2 separate regions of the Mus musculus genome follow, and region 2 is linked to region 1. Evidence: chromatin contacts called from public HiChIP or PLAC-seq data. All regions are on one chromosome and are shown on one strand. Each heading gives the region's core, a stretch centred on a gene start, on an enhancer-like site or on the middle of the called end of the contact. The rest is flanking DNA. Distances are from core to core; before and after follow the strand shown. Region 1 overlaps Stard13 (StAR-related lipid transfer (START) domain containing 13). Region 2 has its middle 22 kb from the start of 5430435K18Rik.

Region 1 (2,832 bases), core at 110-2,609:
TGGGTAAGGATATGAAGGATTTTGCTGGGTGGGTTAAGTGGTGCAAGGGTGGAGTTACTCAAGCAAAGGAAACATAAAAGCGAGGCACAGAAGCATGAAGAGGCAAGGGAGCCCTCATGGAAAATCACTGTATGTGGGGTGGGGGGTGGGGGTGGGGAGTGGGATTCAGGCGTCGGGGAAGGGTGGGGTTCTCTCTGCATAATGATTCTTCACATATTTCTTGACAAGGACTTGTGATTTTTTTTTTTTTTTTTTTTTTTTTTTTGCTTAGTTCAGGTGAAGCATTCAGACTACGAATCTATTAAAATAGCAGGTATTTCAAAGACCTCACCAACCTTGGGCAAAATGAATTCACAATGCAGTTGACTTGAAATGATAAGGTGATGTTACAATTAAATTGCTTTGATGAAATAAGACTCTTTATTGTTCTGTATGGCTGCTCTAGCGAAAGTATTTGGTAAAGTTATAACTGCATGAGGAGAAGGTGAAGGCTCAGAGGGAAGAGGCATTTGTTTCCAGGACTGGAAACTGTTAGGTTTCAAACCCTAGACAAATGGCAGAGGGGCCTACTTAACATATCAAAGGAGAGGCTTCCAGGTTCTCCCAGATAAGGGGCCATCCTGGCTGGCTGGTGTGCTCCATCCCCTGCCCTGAATTCTCCAGCCCATTGGGCTGGGCTGCCCTTCCTCCAGCTTCCCTTCGCTATATAATCTAACCATTTTGGTTACCTAGTCTCTTTTTGTACCTTTGGGCCTCCTGGCTGCTGGTTCCCCTCTCTCTCCTCTCTCTCTTCCCTTCCCCCCTCTCCTCGAATGGCTCAGGGTTATGTCTACTTTGGACCCTCCCAGATGTTCCCACCTTCTTCCATGTCAACAATGAACCATCTCCTCCACCATGCCTCACTGGAATCAGGCACATTCCTTTCCCTTTTTATTCTTTCAGAACCCACATGAGATGAACAGGGAGGAGGAGAGTTCGGACTCCTGCAAGCTACCCTCTGCCCTTCACATGCTACACTCTGTGGCACGAAGGCCCCAAAACCCATAGGCACACAAATAAAAGCCAAAATAAATATAGAGCCGGCAGAAGTTGACCACTAGGTAGTGATCTGCCAAAGGCAAACACGAATTTGATTCCGGTCACTCTTCTTCCCTTTGCCTTTAACACAAATGCAATGACTTATCCTTAATTGAAATACCAACAAAGAATGTTATTTCTGCGATTGCCTAATTCCACACCAAGGTCCAATGCATTTGAATGTGAGATTTCAACAGTTCTGCTGCATGTCCACTAGAGGCCTGTGAAGAGCTTCCCCCCCAACCCCGAGTCTCATAACCAAACCGGCCTAAACAGAAACAAATGAGAAATCTTGAGTCAATACTGATAAGAGTCAGATCAAATTTACATGTCTCCTCATGGTCAAGGTCATACACAGGAATAAAACAAACAAGATTCAGTACTCTTTCCAAACTGCATAGTACTTAGTTATAAACATTACAAAACAAGGGAAGAAAAAAAAAAGGCAGTGTTAAAAGCTAAGTTTCGAAAGGTTCAGCCACAATTCCAGAAGGCTGGCAGGCTCTGGCAAACTTTGCCTAAGCAGACGCTGGAATAGAAATTGCTTGCCTAATGAGCTTCCCGGTCCTCCAGTGCATTTTGAATTCAAAAGACATACAAGAGACAGGGCCCTGGGCCTGCGGGAAAGTAAACAGAATAGCAATCTAAGACAGATGGTCTGGAAAGGGACTTCTTAAATAGCGACAACAGGGCAGTAAACAGAGGTCAGTGAGCTACAGCCCAGGAGTGCCAAGAAGACATGGACTGAATGGTCCCTGAGGTGAAGGACAATCAATTGCAGGAGGGGACTGAGTGACCTAGACGAGGTGCTTACCATGTCTGCCAGGCGAGCACAGCTTGCTGGGCTGTGCATATGGGGGAAATTACTAGAAGAAATGAGGTGTCCTGTGACAGTCTGCAGGCAGCCTTGCTACCAGCTCCCCAAATAGGGCCTTCTCAGTGCCTCCTCGGACAAACAAGACAAAAACATCCTAAGCACCCCGTGCACAGGAGTCTCTTTGCAGAAGTGGCCTGCTTTCCACTAGGCTCAGTTAATTAGCAGGAGAGTCGGACAGAGTGGAAAGAAAGAGCCTTTTGTTTGGAGAACCTGTGAAAATATCCCCTCAGAAGCCTGTAACTTTCCCTACAGATTACCCTGGCCCTGAGGACAAGCCCCGGTGCCAGAAGGCACTGCTGTCCCCTCCACACAGCCCACATTCAAAAGGCAGTTAGTTCTCTTTGTTGTCCCCAGGGAGTCAAGCCTTAATGGGTTTACAATGTGGCAGGCTCTTTTGGAGAGTGTCTGCTGCCAGAATCAGGGCAGAGAGAACCCCAGTGAGTGCCTCAGATGTTGAGGTGACCCTGCCTGCACTCTAAGGGAAGCAGCACTCACCCCAGGCCTTGAGAACCCCTGCAAGAGCACCCTGAGAGGTCATGGGATCTGAAAGTGAATCTGCCATTATTGCGAGCAGATGGCCGAAGACCTGGAGACTTCACTCTTCAGACAGGACTGTGAGCATCAGTGTCCCCAGATCAATCCCAGGTGAGAAGAGTCACTGCTGTTGTGACATCACCCTGTGTTTCCAGTTAATCTTGCTGTCAAAGAGTGACCCCTCTTTCTCAAACCTCTCAATGTAGGCAGAGAATAGCCTGGGCACGTTCTTCTCACCTTGACTGAAAGGAGACCTGGATGTGGCCCATCTAGGGAAGCTGCTTGAAAGACTCTATGGCAATCCCCACCAGCCTAAGCTCTGCCTCCAGAATCACTCTTTTCAC
Region 2 (3,062 bases), core at 444-2,943, 130 kb after region 1:
GGATAGCATTCTTATACTCCAGCTGTACAGCTCCCACATCTGGAGACACAATGTGCCTGCGATCACAATCACCACGACGGCTATGATACCAGGAAGAGGAAGAAAAGAAGATTTGAGAGGAATGACCTTTTAATGCTGGTTTTGCAAACCAGCTGTGTATCCGTTTCCTTCTGGAAGAAGTTAGGCTGGCCATCAGAGTGTAAGAGCTCTGCCTTTGGAGCTGCAAGAACTACCTAGTGCATATAGTAAGTTAAAAAGGAAATGTAGGCACGGATGGGCTGGAGAGATGGCACAGCAGCTAAGAGCACAAACTGCTCTAGCAGAGGACCTTGGTCCCCAGGAGCCATGAAGGAATGCTCACAACTGCCTGTAACTCCAGATCCGGATGCTACATACCTGGACCCTATGGATACTTGCACATATATGTATATACATCCACATCCCCTTAGACATATACATATAGTTAAAATAAATCCTAAGGAGTTTAAAAATAAAAATGTAGGCAGATTTTTCTAAATAAGGATATGTAGTTTGTATGTGTGTATACATGTGTATGTCTGTGTCTGTGTATGCATGTGTAGACTTCAGAATGATTGTTTGGAAATTATGATATTTCAAATGAATAATTTTTAGGATAATTCTGGCAGAAACCAGGGGCTTAGGGAATGCTTGGCAAATAATTGTGTATGTGGTGCTGAAAACTTTCAGATCATGGATGTGCATGCTAATATTAAAAATACTTCAACACAATATACTTTATCTTTGATTAACTTGTAGATGCCATGGCACTTTTTCTGAAAAGAAAGGTAATAAGCTAGAAATAAATATTTTATGCTTCATCGTGCCACTAATGAGATAGAACACAGACATGAATTCTAGAATGTGTCCCAATGTGGCTTCGTCTCACAGCGCCACTGCTGTGTGAGGAGCCTAAGGTTACACTTCCTCAGTAATATACAGTTCATTGGATACCAAGCCGTAAAAGCCACACCTATTATTATTCATTTTACATCTTTATAAAGCTAAGACGCACCAAGCTTCTACTTGCTGTATGGATAAAAGAATCAATGTTGGACTCACTCAAAGTTCTTTTTGTTTGTTTGTTTAATGTAGTGTCTTTCTGTAAGTGCTATTAGTAGGACTGACCAGTGCAAGTTCCCCTCGAGTCCTCTCAAGGCATGCCCAAACCTCCATCTTTAAGAGTGAAATAACTGGTGCAAACAATGCTCAGCAGCTCTCAGAAGAGGCTGAAATAGAGGTAAGGATACAGCGCATCACAGGTACTGGGGAAGGCATCTCATTGCTGCACTTCCCAGAAGACAGATGAAGAAAGTGAGGAACCACAGAGCATGCTGTTGTAAGTAGCAAACTCAAAGAGGGCGAAAAACAGGACAAACAAGTCAACGAGGCATCAGGAAAAGAAAGGAAGGTTGCGGGATGTTTGTTTAGTGGTGTGACTCTTTCTCCAGGCTCAGTGTCCTTTAAAGTCTTTTTCTCTGAAAACAAGAGACCAAAAAAGGTGCTCTCCAACAAACAGAATGGATCAAAGTAAAGGTCTCCTTTGCTACGTATGGGGCAGAGTGAGGGACGGAGCAATGTTTTGGGACGGGAGTGTGTTTAGAATGCATGGGTGGTAACTTGGAATCAGCAGTGTTCCGAAGAGAGAATCTCAGATATGCCCCTTAACCTGCAGGCATGACTAAGAATGAGTCACAGTAGCTGAGGGCTGTGACAAGGGGCTGTCACCGGGCCATTTTCAAGCTGAGTTTGCAAACGTCCTCCAGGAAGTGCTGACAACAGACAACAACAACCAAGCAGACCCCTGTACACAATCTTTAAGAATGAGTATCCCTATGGGCATGTAGGAGAGGTGCTGCTTTGGGTGAGTTATGGTGTTTATTTCCTTCTGTGATTCTTATGGTGACCACTCATCTGTACAGGGAGGCATGTGGCCTGCCATGAGGAAGATGGGGCTGCGAGAGCTTGCTGGAGCAAGTTCAGCTTGCTTCCCACTCCCCTCTCCTCTGCCTGACTCCAATGTGTATACATACACACACACACACACACACACACACACACAGAGAGAGAGAGAGAGAGAGAGAGATGTACACACACACACACACACACACACACACACACCTTTCTGGATGAGCCAAGGAACTTTCATCGTATGAATACTGCACAGAATACTGGAGAAGTCTAAGGCCAAAGGACAGGATGCCAAGATCTCTGCTCTAAAAATCAAAGGGTCTGTACTGTCTCTCTTGAAAACTAGTAGATACTTCTGATTCCTATGTCAACACAAGTGTGGCTTCTCCATTACTCAAATATTCCAATCACAAACATGATACGGAACAGATCAGAAACAAGCTTGTTTTTCTCTTCAAATCTTGCATTGTCTGTGACTCAGAAAACATTAATATCGATATCAGATGCTGGGCACTGCCATACAAGGAATTATGCTTCCTCATGTCAGACTCACGGGGTGTATGGGGGGCTGCATGCATGCTACCTGCACACATGAGAAAGTCTGAGTAGGCCCACAGTCTTCAATTCTGTGGTGTGTGTGTGTGTGTGTGTGTGTGTGTGTGTGTGTATGCAAATATTACAAGTGCAAGTGGCTTCAGAGGGCAGAAGTCTCTACAAGATTCCCCTGGAGATGGAGTTACAAGCAGCTGTGAGCCACCTGATGTAGGTGCTGGGAATTGAACATGGGTCCTCTGTAAGAGTAGTAGACACAGTACACTGCATTGTTAATCTCTCTCTCCAGCCCAACCTAGAACAATGTTCTACTGAAAAAAAAATGTTCTAGATCCAAAAGTTATTTTCCTAGTTAAGAGGCACAAATCTTTTTATTTATTTATTTATTTATTTATTTATTTATTTATTTATTTATTTTAGAGAGAGAGTGTTTTCAAAACATAGGGCAGTACTTTCTTTAGAGCTCTGCTCAAATGTTTTCTTAGTCAGGAGGCCTTTTCTGGCTACCTCCAGACCCTCAGCCACAGTCTCTTTCTCCCTTTATTCTTAGTATCTTAATTACAGCTATTCCATGGCTAATC

What was found. HiChIP or PLAC-seq counts read pairs in DNA pulled down with a chosen protein or histone mark.
Region 2: an HNF4G HiChIP or PLAC-seq map of pancreatic cancer cells shows a contact between it and region 1. The contact joins two enhancer-like sites. A contact is called at or near these places in 1 of 484 Hi-C or Micro-C datasets (the AML12 cell line), 1 of 115 datasets of contacts at active chromatin or transcription factors (pancreatic cancer cells) and 1 of 9 other capture datasets (embryonic stem cells).

Annotation. Positions count from the first base shown.
Region 1 is chr5:151,141,147-151,143,978 of GRCm38.p6, forward strand. The region is part of intron 1 of Stard13 (StAR-related lipid transfer (START) domain containing 13); the gene reads right to left. Among named protein-coding and RNA genes, the nearest start is that of Stard13, 48 kb to the right of the region's middle. Within about 2 kb of position 1,360, at least 151 of the 459 cell types and tissues checked have an H3K27ac peak or open chromatin away from gene starts, as enhancers often do. A contact at or near this core is called in pancreatic cancer cells, where this site is marked.
Region 2 is chr5:151,272,763-151,275,824 of GRCm38.p6, forward strand. It overlaps a transcript of Stard13 not described here. Among named protein-coding and RNA genes, the nearest start is that of 5430435K18Rik, 22 kb to the left of the region's middle. Within about 2 kb of position 1,694, at least 17 of the 459 cell types and tissues checked have an H3K27ac peak or open chromatin away from gene starts, as enhancers often do. A contact at or near this core is called in pancreatic cancer cells, where this site is marked.